Regions from separate parts of the Mus musculus genome. Here region 2 is linked to region 1. A link is a contact called in public promoter capture Hi-C data. All regions are on one chromosome and are shown on one strand. Each heading gives the region's core, a stretch centred on a gene start, on an enhancer-like site or on the middle of the called end of the contact. The rest is flanking DNA. Distances are from core to core; before and after follow the strand shown.

The links. Promoter capture Hi-C pulls out the DNA fragments that hold promoters and counts their contacts.
Region 2: a contact with region 1 is called in a promoter capture Hi-C map of second pharyngeal arch cranial neural crest, with 5 times the contacts expected there. The contact joins the promoter of Gad2 here to the promoter of Otud1 in region 1. A contact is called at or near these places in 3 of 39 promoter capture datasets (cranial neural crest, hippocampal neurons and second pharyngeal arch cranial neural crest) and 1 of 484 Hi-C or Micro-C datasets (embryonic stem cells).

The regions. Positions count from the first base shown.
Region 1 is chr2:19,656,260-19,660,917 of GRCm38.p6, reverse strand. Otud1 (OTU domain containing 1) reads right to left here and starts at 3,187. Exons shown (of 1, transcript NM_027715.2): 1 at 1-3,187. The coding sequence starts at 2,856. The coding sequence ends at 1,492. Gm3230 (predicted gene 3230) reads left to right here and starts at 3,021. Exons shown (of 1, transcript NR_033642.1): 1 at 3,021-4,658.
Region 2 is chr2:22,620,623-22,624,949 of GRCm38.p6, reverse strand. It overlaps Gad2 (glutamic acid decarboxylase 2), which reads right to left and starts at 2,623. Exons shown (of 16, transcript NM_008078.2): 1 at 2,212-2,623; 2 at 1,455-1,514; 3 at 1,112-1,261; 4 at 1-152. The coding sequence starts at 2,287.

The DNA.
Region 1 (4,658 bases), core at 1,938-4,437:
GAAAAGTCTACCCCAAAAGAATGGGTCACAAAGTATAACATTTAATTAGACTTGGGCTGTCAAATTACACTCCCTTGTTCATTAGTCAATAGGCACAGATAAAATTTGATAGAATTATAATTAGAAATAATAAGAGCAATTTCTTTAGCCATTTCACCTTTCAATTATATTTCATTGAGACTTACCCTTTAATATGACTAGACTTCCCATTCATGTGAGAATTTGACAAACCTCTCAGGATTCTGGGACATATTTACACTTGAAAAAAATGTGTACATTTAAAAAAAGTTCTTAAGAGATTTGGCTACTTAAAAACCACTCTACCCAGAAAGATGTAAAAGTATACATTTTATTCATTCATTCCATCAGCTGAGAACTGCTACATTGTACAAATAATTATTGTACAAAAAAAATCACAAAATGTTACAAAATAAAAAAGTACAAACTGCATTACCTAATAAATACACTAAAAGTAGTTAAAGTGGCAACATGGATTTTTTTTTGATGGGGGGTGGGGTGGAAACACTGTTTGACCCAGCAAACCATACAAGTGGCTTACATTTTTACATAATACAAAGTGAATTCTATTTTGCCTTTTGGAAGAACTTTAAAACGACAGAATATTAAGACAAAAGCTTCCTGCTAAAAACAGTGTTGAAATCAAGAAGCTGTATAATGCAGGAGGCTGACCTTCTCACAAAAGTTCATAAAAGCCTTTCCTAAGTTGATGAATAAAACGAACACAATCGAGAACACCAATCTACTCTATAAACATAAGAGTACAGAATTATCATTCTGCCGTCAGCAAATAGCAGACTTCAAGTAAGGCCTGGTACTGTCATTAAAAAAAAAAAAATCGTCCCAAAGCTATCCCTTCCTTAACTTCTTCAAAATGAACCATTTCTTAAAAAAATAACATCTTCTCTCCCCCCCTCCCCAATAGGTTTTTTTCATCAAAATGGAATGGGCTAATCATCTGGTAACATAATGTGTCAATATCCATTTGAAATAATTAAGAATTGTGAAATATTCCAACAATAAACTAGTTACTAAATCACAAACTGAAATAAACTTCATAGAAAGCACTTCTCTGGATTCTGCTTAAAAGCCATTTCTCGAAATTGGAACAAGGCAATAGATGAAAGTACACCCATTTTTAAAAATGTGCAAAAATACATTTTTATAGAAAATAGACTACCAGGAATGAACAAATTCATACCGTGAGACATCAGCTTGCAAATTAAGTAGCACTCACTTTATACAGCAAATTTTAAATAGCAGTAGGCTCACCCAAAGCTATCAGGAAACATCATTCAGGTGCCCAGCAACCTGCGGCTCTGAGAGGACATTCAAAAACTGATTAAGGCATTACACCTAAAGTCAGTCTACTAGGAAAGTGAAAAGTGCCATTACCCTAATTAGAGTTCGTGTGGTTCTCCCAACACAACTGACACGCGCCATTTCCCCCAACTTGTCAGGTCCTCAGACTTTTCAAGAGCATGCATTTTGTTCAATATACATTTTGGACAGGGATATGGCCATGGACTTGGCAAGTTCTTCATCGCGTTTTTTCTGTATCTGGGTTTGCTTGCACCAATTGTCATACTCTGGGTTAGGATAGGAGTGGTCAAAAACAGCATCATAGTGTCCATTGCTGAGCCAACTGAGCCAAATACTGGGCCGTAGAGAATCCTCTGGGCCCAGATAGTGGATCATGGTAGACACGGTGGGGCTCTCCAGCCTCCCTCCAGTAGTTAAGTGTATATTCACATTCAGCATCTGCCCCATGGCCAGCAATTCGGGATATCCGGCCCACGCCCCATCTTGGGCAGCAGCGATAATAAACTCCCCCACGTCGCCCTCAATGAGTGGGCTGAAGTGGTCCAGGTGGTCCGCGATGTAGTGCACGGTCTGCTCCCTCAGCTCCCGGTGCAGGCTCTGGTCCCCGTACACAGTCTTGCTGACAGCTCGGTAGAGGCAGTTGCCGTCGGGGATGATGTGGAATCGGTACTTGTTTCTCTGCCTCAGGTACTTGTCCTGCCTCTCCACCTCGGCCAGGTACAGGGCTAGCTTCTCGTCCCTGGGATCCGCCCGGGACGTGCCTACGGCTTCGCCTTCGCCGTTCTGGGCCGGCTCGCCGCTGCTCCGAGCGGGTGCCGGAACCGGGTGAGCCTCGGCTTCGGGATCTTGCCGTCGGAGCGCGTCAGACCCGGAGGCGTCGCTGCGACCGCTCGCCCGGTCCCAACCCCGGGAACTGCGCTCCGCCCGGCGCTCTTCACCCCACGGGCCGGAGCCCGGGCCGGCGCCGGGCTCCGGGCCGACGGGGGCCGGTGCAGGGGCCCGGTGCTGGGAGGCTGCCAGGGCCTGGCGGTGCTCGCTCAGTCGGAAGTTCCTGTCCGGAGCGTCGCGGACGGCGTTCGGGGCCGCGGGCTCGTCGGGCCGGAGCAGCTCTTCCAGCAGCCAGGCAGAGGAACCGCGACGCGGCGGCGAGGGGGCTGAGGGTGGCGGCAGCAGGAGGCGCTCGGCGCCCAGGGCCCGCACGGCGATGTGCGCCGTGGACGTGAAGTGCGGCGGCAGCGGCGGCTTGCTGCACGCGCCCGGCGGGGCGGCGGCGGACCCGGACCGCTCGAAGCAGGCAGAGAAGGCGGGCATGGCAGCGGCGGCGGCGGCTTCGCGTGGTTCGGTGGCCGCGGCGGGTGGGCGCTCTCCGGTATCCGGCTCCGGGGCCGCGGCGGCGGGGCTGGCTGACTGCAAGGAGACCTTGAAGGCGGCGGCGGCGGTGGCAGGCGGGGCGGCGGCCGTGGGCCCCGGCGTGCCCGCAGGGTAATGGGTGCACACGCTGCTGTAGAGCTGCATGGCCGCGGCCGCCCGCGGCCCCTTATAGCTGCGAGCCCGGCTTGGAGACACACCCTCGGGCGCAGTGCCCCGGAGCCCGAGAATAGCGCTGAGCTCAGCGCCGCGGGCCGCCGCGTCAGGAGCCGCGAATAGCGCCCGGGCCGCGACCCAATTCGTGCTGCGCCACAGCGCGCGGGCGGTCCGAGGGCACCGGAGGGCGCGCGCTCGGCCGGGGACTCGGGCGTAGGACGCTGGCGCAGCTGTGCCCCGCGCCGGCCGCTGGGGACGGTTGGAGGAGCTGCCCGCTCAGACGAGCGCCGCCCGCCCGCAAGCAGGAGTGCAGCGCGCGGATGGTAGGAGGCGGGGCCGCGCTTGTTTACCTCAGGCCGCGCGGCCGCGTCACGTGGTCCCACAGGAATGCGCGCCCCATTCAAGCGGGGCGGCCCCGCCCTCCAGCGGAGACCTCATGGGCGTGGCCGGGGAGGGCGAGGCGGGGGCTGGACTACGGACATGCGCATTGAGTGCGCTCCCAACCTGACTACGGTTGCTGGCTGCCTGGTACCTGGGAAGCAGATCTGTGGGCTATGCGGCTGTCCTGCTGTGTGACGCTGTGGCGGGACCAGCGTTGCTGGGGCAAACAAATAGGTTGGAATAACGTTTTTCTAAAACACTTCCGGACTAGGGACTGAGCTCTACCTTCAGGGCCAATGGCATTCAACTTCTTGAGTCGTTTCCTCCAGTTAACGTGTTTGGGTCTGGTCTACACGGTCTTGCTGCCCCGCTAAGCAAAAATAGACGTTCCTGCACTGCTAACTTAAGTCACCTAGGAAATGCAAGGGCGAAAGGAAGGCTTTTCAACAGCCTTCCTTGGAATACCAAATAACATGCCGCCTTAAAGCCTTTTGAAAGTAGATCGCGACTGTTAAACTTTGAGGCAAGAGGCACACAACCTGTTTTCTGGAACAGCACAGCAAAATGAAATAACAGACTGAACTGTGCTTCCTCTGCAACGGAAAGCCAGAGTGTTATCAAATTGGTACCTACTTGCAGTAACAGTAGCTTTTGCCTTATTCTGAGTTTCAATCCAATTTTAAATTTAGTTTCCAGATATACAGATTGAATTGGAGACTACTTCTTGGTATGGAAAAACAGCCTGCAGGTTGTACTACCTGCGCGCCACCATTCTGCTTGGAACATAATTTATGCTTGTTACTAGGGTCTCTCGTTGGGGGTTCTTAGTCTCCTTAATCAAATAAATTTAAAATGTTCAAAAGGAAGCTCGGGGGGGGGGCAATTTTACTAGAGTTTGAGAGGGTAGGCAATCTGCTAATCTTGGCAGGTGGCCAGAGAAGGGAAGGGGGGGAAAAAAAAGAAAAAAAGAAAAAAAGAAAAAAAAGCCATGCCCTTTTAAGTTAGGACTGGAAAAGGCAGGCCAGCAGGTTCAGCAATGGAGTTTGGCCAGCGGTTGCTCAGGGAAGGGTTGGTGTAACCCGCCTATCAAGACTGGAATGGGTGTATACTAAACAGATATACTAACCCTGTTATTTACCCCATTGGGAAAAAAAAAAATGGACACCTCTCCCCCCACCCCCACCCCGCCTCCGTACACTGATAGGCACATATGCCTGCACACACATTAGAATTCCTCCTAGGGATCTATCTCCTGCTGGGAGGGAAAAAAAAAAAAAAACCGGCTGAATCCCTGGGGACATCCAGAGAAGAAACTTATCTTCTGGAAATGACCTTTCAGGAGAGATTTGGAGCTGAGAAAGGAATGGATTGGGGACCACATTTGCCAGTGTTTAGTTAGGCAGAGCTTTTGT
Region 2 (4,327 bases), core at 1,374-3,873, 3.0 Mb before region 1:
ATTATACTCTTGAAGAAGCTCATTGGGGTAATGGAAATCGATCACTTTAGTTGATCTATCGAAACTTTTCACCACGTACTGAAGCAAAATGTTCATAACATCTTGTAGAAATGCCAGAGTGGGCCTTTCTCCATCACACGCTGGCAGCAGGTCTAAAGAACGGAATGGGAAGGACACTTTAGACTTCACTACGCAAAGATACAGGCAATTCCTGAATGGGCAATTTTGCTTTGAACTGATTTGATTAGCACTGTATACACAGTACTCAGGAGGCTGAAGTAAGGGGCTCTCTGGGAATTGGAGACCAGATCGGGTTAGAGGGGAGAAGACCCCGTTTCAAACAAAATCAGAGCACCTGGAAACACAAGCGAATAAAATCCCCTTCTGGAATTAAGTCTCGTATTTTATTTGTAACATATTATGTTGCTTGGCTTATTATTTTCCAAAAAGAGTGTCTCAATTTGTCTGTTTCACAAGCGTTTGTTCTACATTTGAGTAAATCATCTTAATGGTTTGTCAATACTCCACTTCCGAAATGTTTGAGAAACGCCTTCGGGCAAACCAGGAAAGGCCGTTCAAGCCAAGTTATGATCTCTGGCTTTTTTTGGAGGACAGATGTTTCCAAAGTTGGTGTGTGTGTGTGTGTGTGTGTGCGCGCGCGCGCGCTCACCCGCTGTTTGTGAGCCTGGGAGTTATGCATGCGTAGGTAAAATTTAGCGCCTTGGGCTTGGGTAAACAGGATCGTTCCTTGTTGAAATCACGGTTACAAACTACTTTGGATCCAGTCGAACACCTAAAAATCCCTGCAATTCCGAACTACTTGAACTACTTTGTAGGGTATTTTGGAAATTTGTGCTACTCAGAGGCTTGGGCAGCACCAAGAAGCCTACCAAGGTACACACTGCCACCTCCAACTATCGAGGCTGCGCAGTGCAGGGCGCTTGGCCACTGATTCTGGTTGGGGAAGGCCAGGGCCTCGGTGCCCTCCAGCCCACAAACCCCACGTCCTTTCAATTCTGTGGAAGATCCTCAGAATCCTCACCCCGACATCCATTTGGAGGGTCAGATGTCTGCGGGGTGGAGCGTGGTCCTGGCCAGCCGGCCCATTTACCTGTTGCGTGCAGAAACGCGTAGTTGACATCCCCTTTGGGGCAGTTGCAGGGTTTTTGGTCGCAGGTGCAGGCGACCTTCCCGGTGGCGGCCCGCGAGGTCACGCTCCCGCCGCCCTCCGCTGGCTTCCCGGAGTCTCCATAGAGCAGAGCTGGACAAAGACACGGAACGCGGGACCTGAGTCAGCTGGCGGTAGTCTCCGCTCCTACATCCCCACCCACCCGGCAACCCAGGGATTCGTCCAACCTAGGCTGCAGGCTCAGAGGGGAGCCCACGACTTTGCTCCCGCCAGCCGCGGGCCCCCGACCTTGCCAGCCCTTCTCCCATTCAGTGCCACCACTCACCGCACAGCTTGTTTCCGATGCCGCCCGTGAACTTTTGGGCCACCTGGCACCACGCTCTCGCTGCAATCGCCAGGCAGGGAAAAGCGAATCGGAAAGAAAACAGACGGGCGAGTGAGAATTTTCGTTCCAAGTGAACCAGGTCTTTAAGTCCAGAGTCTGGGGGCCCGGCGCCAAACTCGAAGCAGCCACCAGCTAGCGACTCTGCTTTCAGCAGGTGGGGGAGTCCGAGGGAATCTGACGCCGGGGCCAGCCCTTTCCTTGCGGTGTCCCAGAAAGAAAGCAGCTCACAACGCCGCCCTTTGCACTTTGTTCGCCAGGTTCTCGGGTTTCCAGACTCTCCCTGCCCTCACCTGGGCTGCCTTTCCTAAACCCGAGGCTGTTTGTTTCTCACCGCGCTTGCCTTTCAGACCCCAAACTCTTTCCTGCTCCCATTTTGTCTTTCCCTGCCCAGGGTCTAGACGTCCCGAGGCAAAGCCTAGATCTTTGATTTCTGACTCCCGCAGACGCTGCAGTCTTTCAGGAGCCTATGTTTAGGGGAAGGGGCCTAGACAACCCTGGGCTTTTTCCCTGGGGGACAAAGGACTGGGTGGGGGGGGGGGTTGGTGTTCTCACACAGTTACGGACTTAACCCAGAGAGCCGGGCGAAGCGCCCGAATAAGTTTCCTGTTGCAGATGTCAAAGCTTTGATGATCAGCCTAGCCCTGCAAACCCTAAACCACCCACAAAGCTCTCCCGCTGCAGGTCCTGATTTTCCTACCTGTGCCCGGGTTCTCAGGATCCGCAGAGCCATCTTCAGATCCGAAGGACCAAAAGCCGGAGCCAGGAGACGCCATGGGTTCTGCTAGACTGGCGCTGGTCGCCTCCAAGTGGCTGTGGCAAGCTGCCTTTGCCTCGACCCTGCACGAGAGTGCGTGCGTGTGCGAGTACGTGTGGCGGGAGAAGGGCACCGCGCGAGGGCTGGAGCGGCAGCGCGACGAGGGTGGGTGTCACACAGGGACAGGAAACGTGCTGTCTGCGTATGCCAGTGCTCGTGCGTGTTTGTATGTTCCAGTCAGGGCGCAGGGACGCGCTGCTGTGCTCTGCGCCGCCGAGGTTAAATGGGGGGAGTAGCCGTGATCCTCGCAGTCTGGAGATTGGAAAGTGGAAAGGGCCCAAGAGATTTTTAGGGAGAGGGAGCTTGGTGGGGAGATGAGAGAGTGACGGAAGGGAAATGGAGGCGCTGGGTCGTGAGGTGCGAGTCAGATGCGGGGGAGGGAGGCGTGCCTGCGTAGTGCTGACCCAGCCACAGGCGCTCCAGGTCTGCTTCTGCCGGAACGCGCTGTCCAGGGTGCTACCACAGCCCTCAGCACGCTGGCCTAGGTGACCCCAGGGACAGGGAGACCTTGGCAAGATTGGAATGGTGGCCGAGGGCAATTTCACGTGTGCATCGATTGGCTCATTGTTTGAGGGCTGTCTCTGGCTGCTGCCGAGCAAAAGTGGTTCTCGCGCCCGCCTTCCTCCAAACCAGTGCTGAGGTCGCTGTGACCTCAAGAGCCCAGGCCACCTGGCCTCAATCAGGAAGAGCTCCAAAGCTTGGGGAAGGAACCAAGGAGGGAGGAAGGTGGACCGCTTCCACACCAACGAACTCATTTCATCTCCTTAGCAGAGCCTAATGTCTGCCTGCTGAGCTGAGCCAGCCTGGGGGGTGGGGGTGGGGGTCGTACGGTTTCTGTGCAGTCATGCCTGGGTCCCCAGACCCATCGTCCAGGTTTTGACTGACGGCTGAAGAGAAAGGCTGCTGATTGAAGCAATTAAAATCCACGCTGGAATCTATCACTGAGGACCTCAGGCTGAGAAAAATTAAATAAATAAAACGAACAGAAACTTCTTGGAGTGGGTGAGAGCTGACACATACACAGGATTCAGGGAGTCTCAAAGTAAGCGAATCAGTTTTTCCAAATCCCAGGAAAAGGCACTCCCATCTTTTCAGGGATACTCAACCCACTGACCTCGTCCCTTCCCAAGAGGAGTTCTTGCCATCAGCAGGTGCCTAGGAACACAACAGTGGCAATTTCCCAGCCCAGAAAGAAGTAGTTTCGTTTGTGTTTTCTAATAAAGGAATGAAAAAATCCTTTCTGTTTCCCTTTTCCCAAAGGCTCTTAAATGCAGGGACGGCGCCTTGAGGAAGATTTGGGGCCCTCTGGCTCCGCTTCCGTTTCCTCTTGCCTATACTAAACCCATAGTTCCAGGCTTACAGAGAGCTCAAGAAAGACTTGCAGGAAAGTGCTGCTTTAAACCGTTCCCGATCTCCTTTCCTTCTCTCCGAGCGAGGGACTGCAGCTTCCCTGCTCTCCATAGTCCTTTATTCCTTCTTTGAGTTTTTCAAATGAGTCACCAAAGCTGTTGCCGGAGGAGAAACCCTGGGACCTTTAGTCTTGGTGACCAGGATCACTTATTTTGTTAGGGATCCGGAGACCTCGAATAACTGCAGATGACCAAGTGCATTCTCTCCACAAAGCTTTATCTTCTTCCCAAGGTTTCCAGAATCCAGGGGGGCCAGGGAGGATCTAGCTAGAGGATGCCCACTGAGGTCCGGTGAGTGGCCCGAGGTGGGGAGGGGGAGGGCGGTGAGATTGGCACTGCTGAGGTGCTACCCAAGGCGTGTCTCTAAGGGAAGGCAGTCACCTTGACCCTAGGCCTCAACTTAGTAAGTCTTTAGGGTCCTCCAGGCCTGGTGGCTTCAGCTGGCAGAGGTAACAGCTCCTGGAAAGGGCGCTTCCGCCCAGCCTTGCCAACAAGACTTGGAGAGCCTGAGTCTTTGTTTAAATCCATACTAAATCCTGCAAAATAATTCTCTTCAAGCCAGCTGGCTGGGGTTGAAGCTTTTTACCATG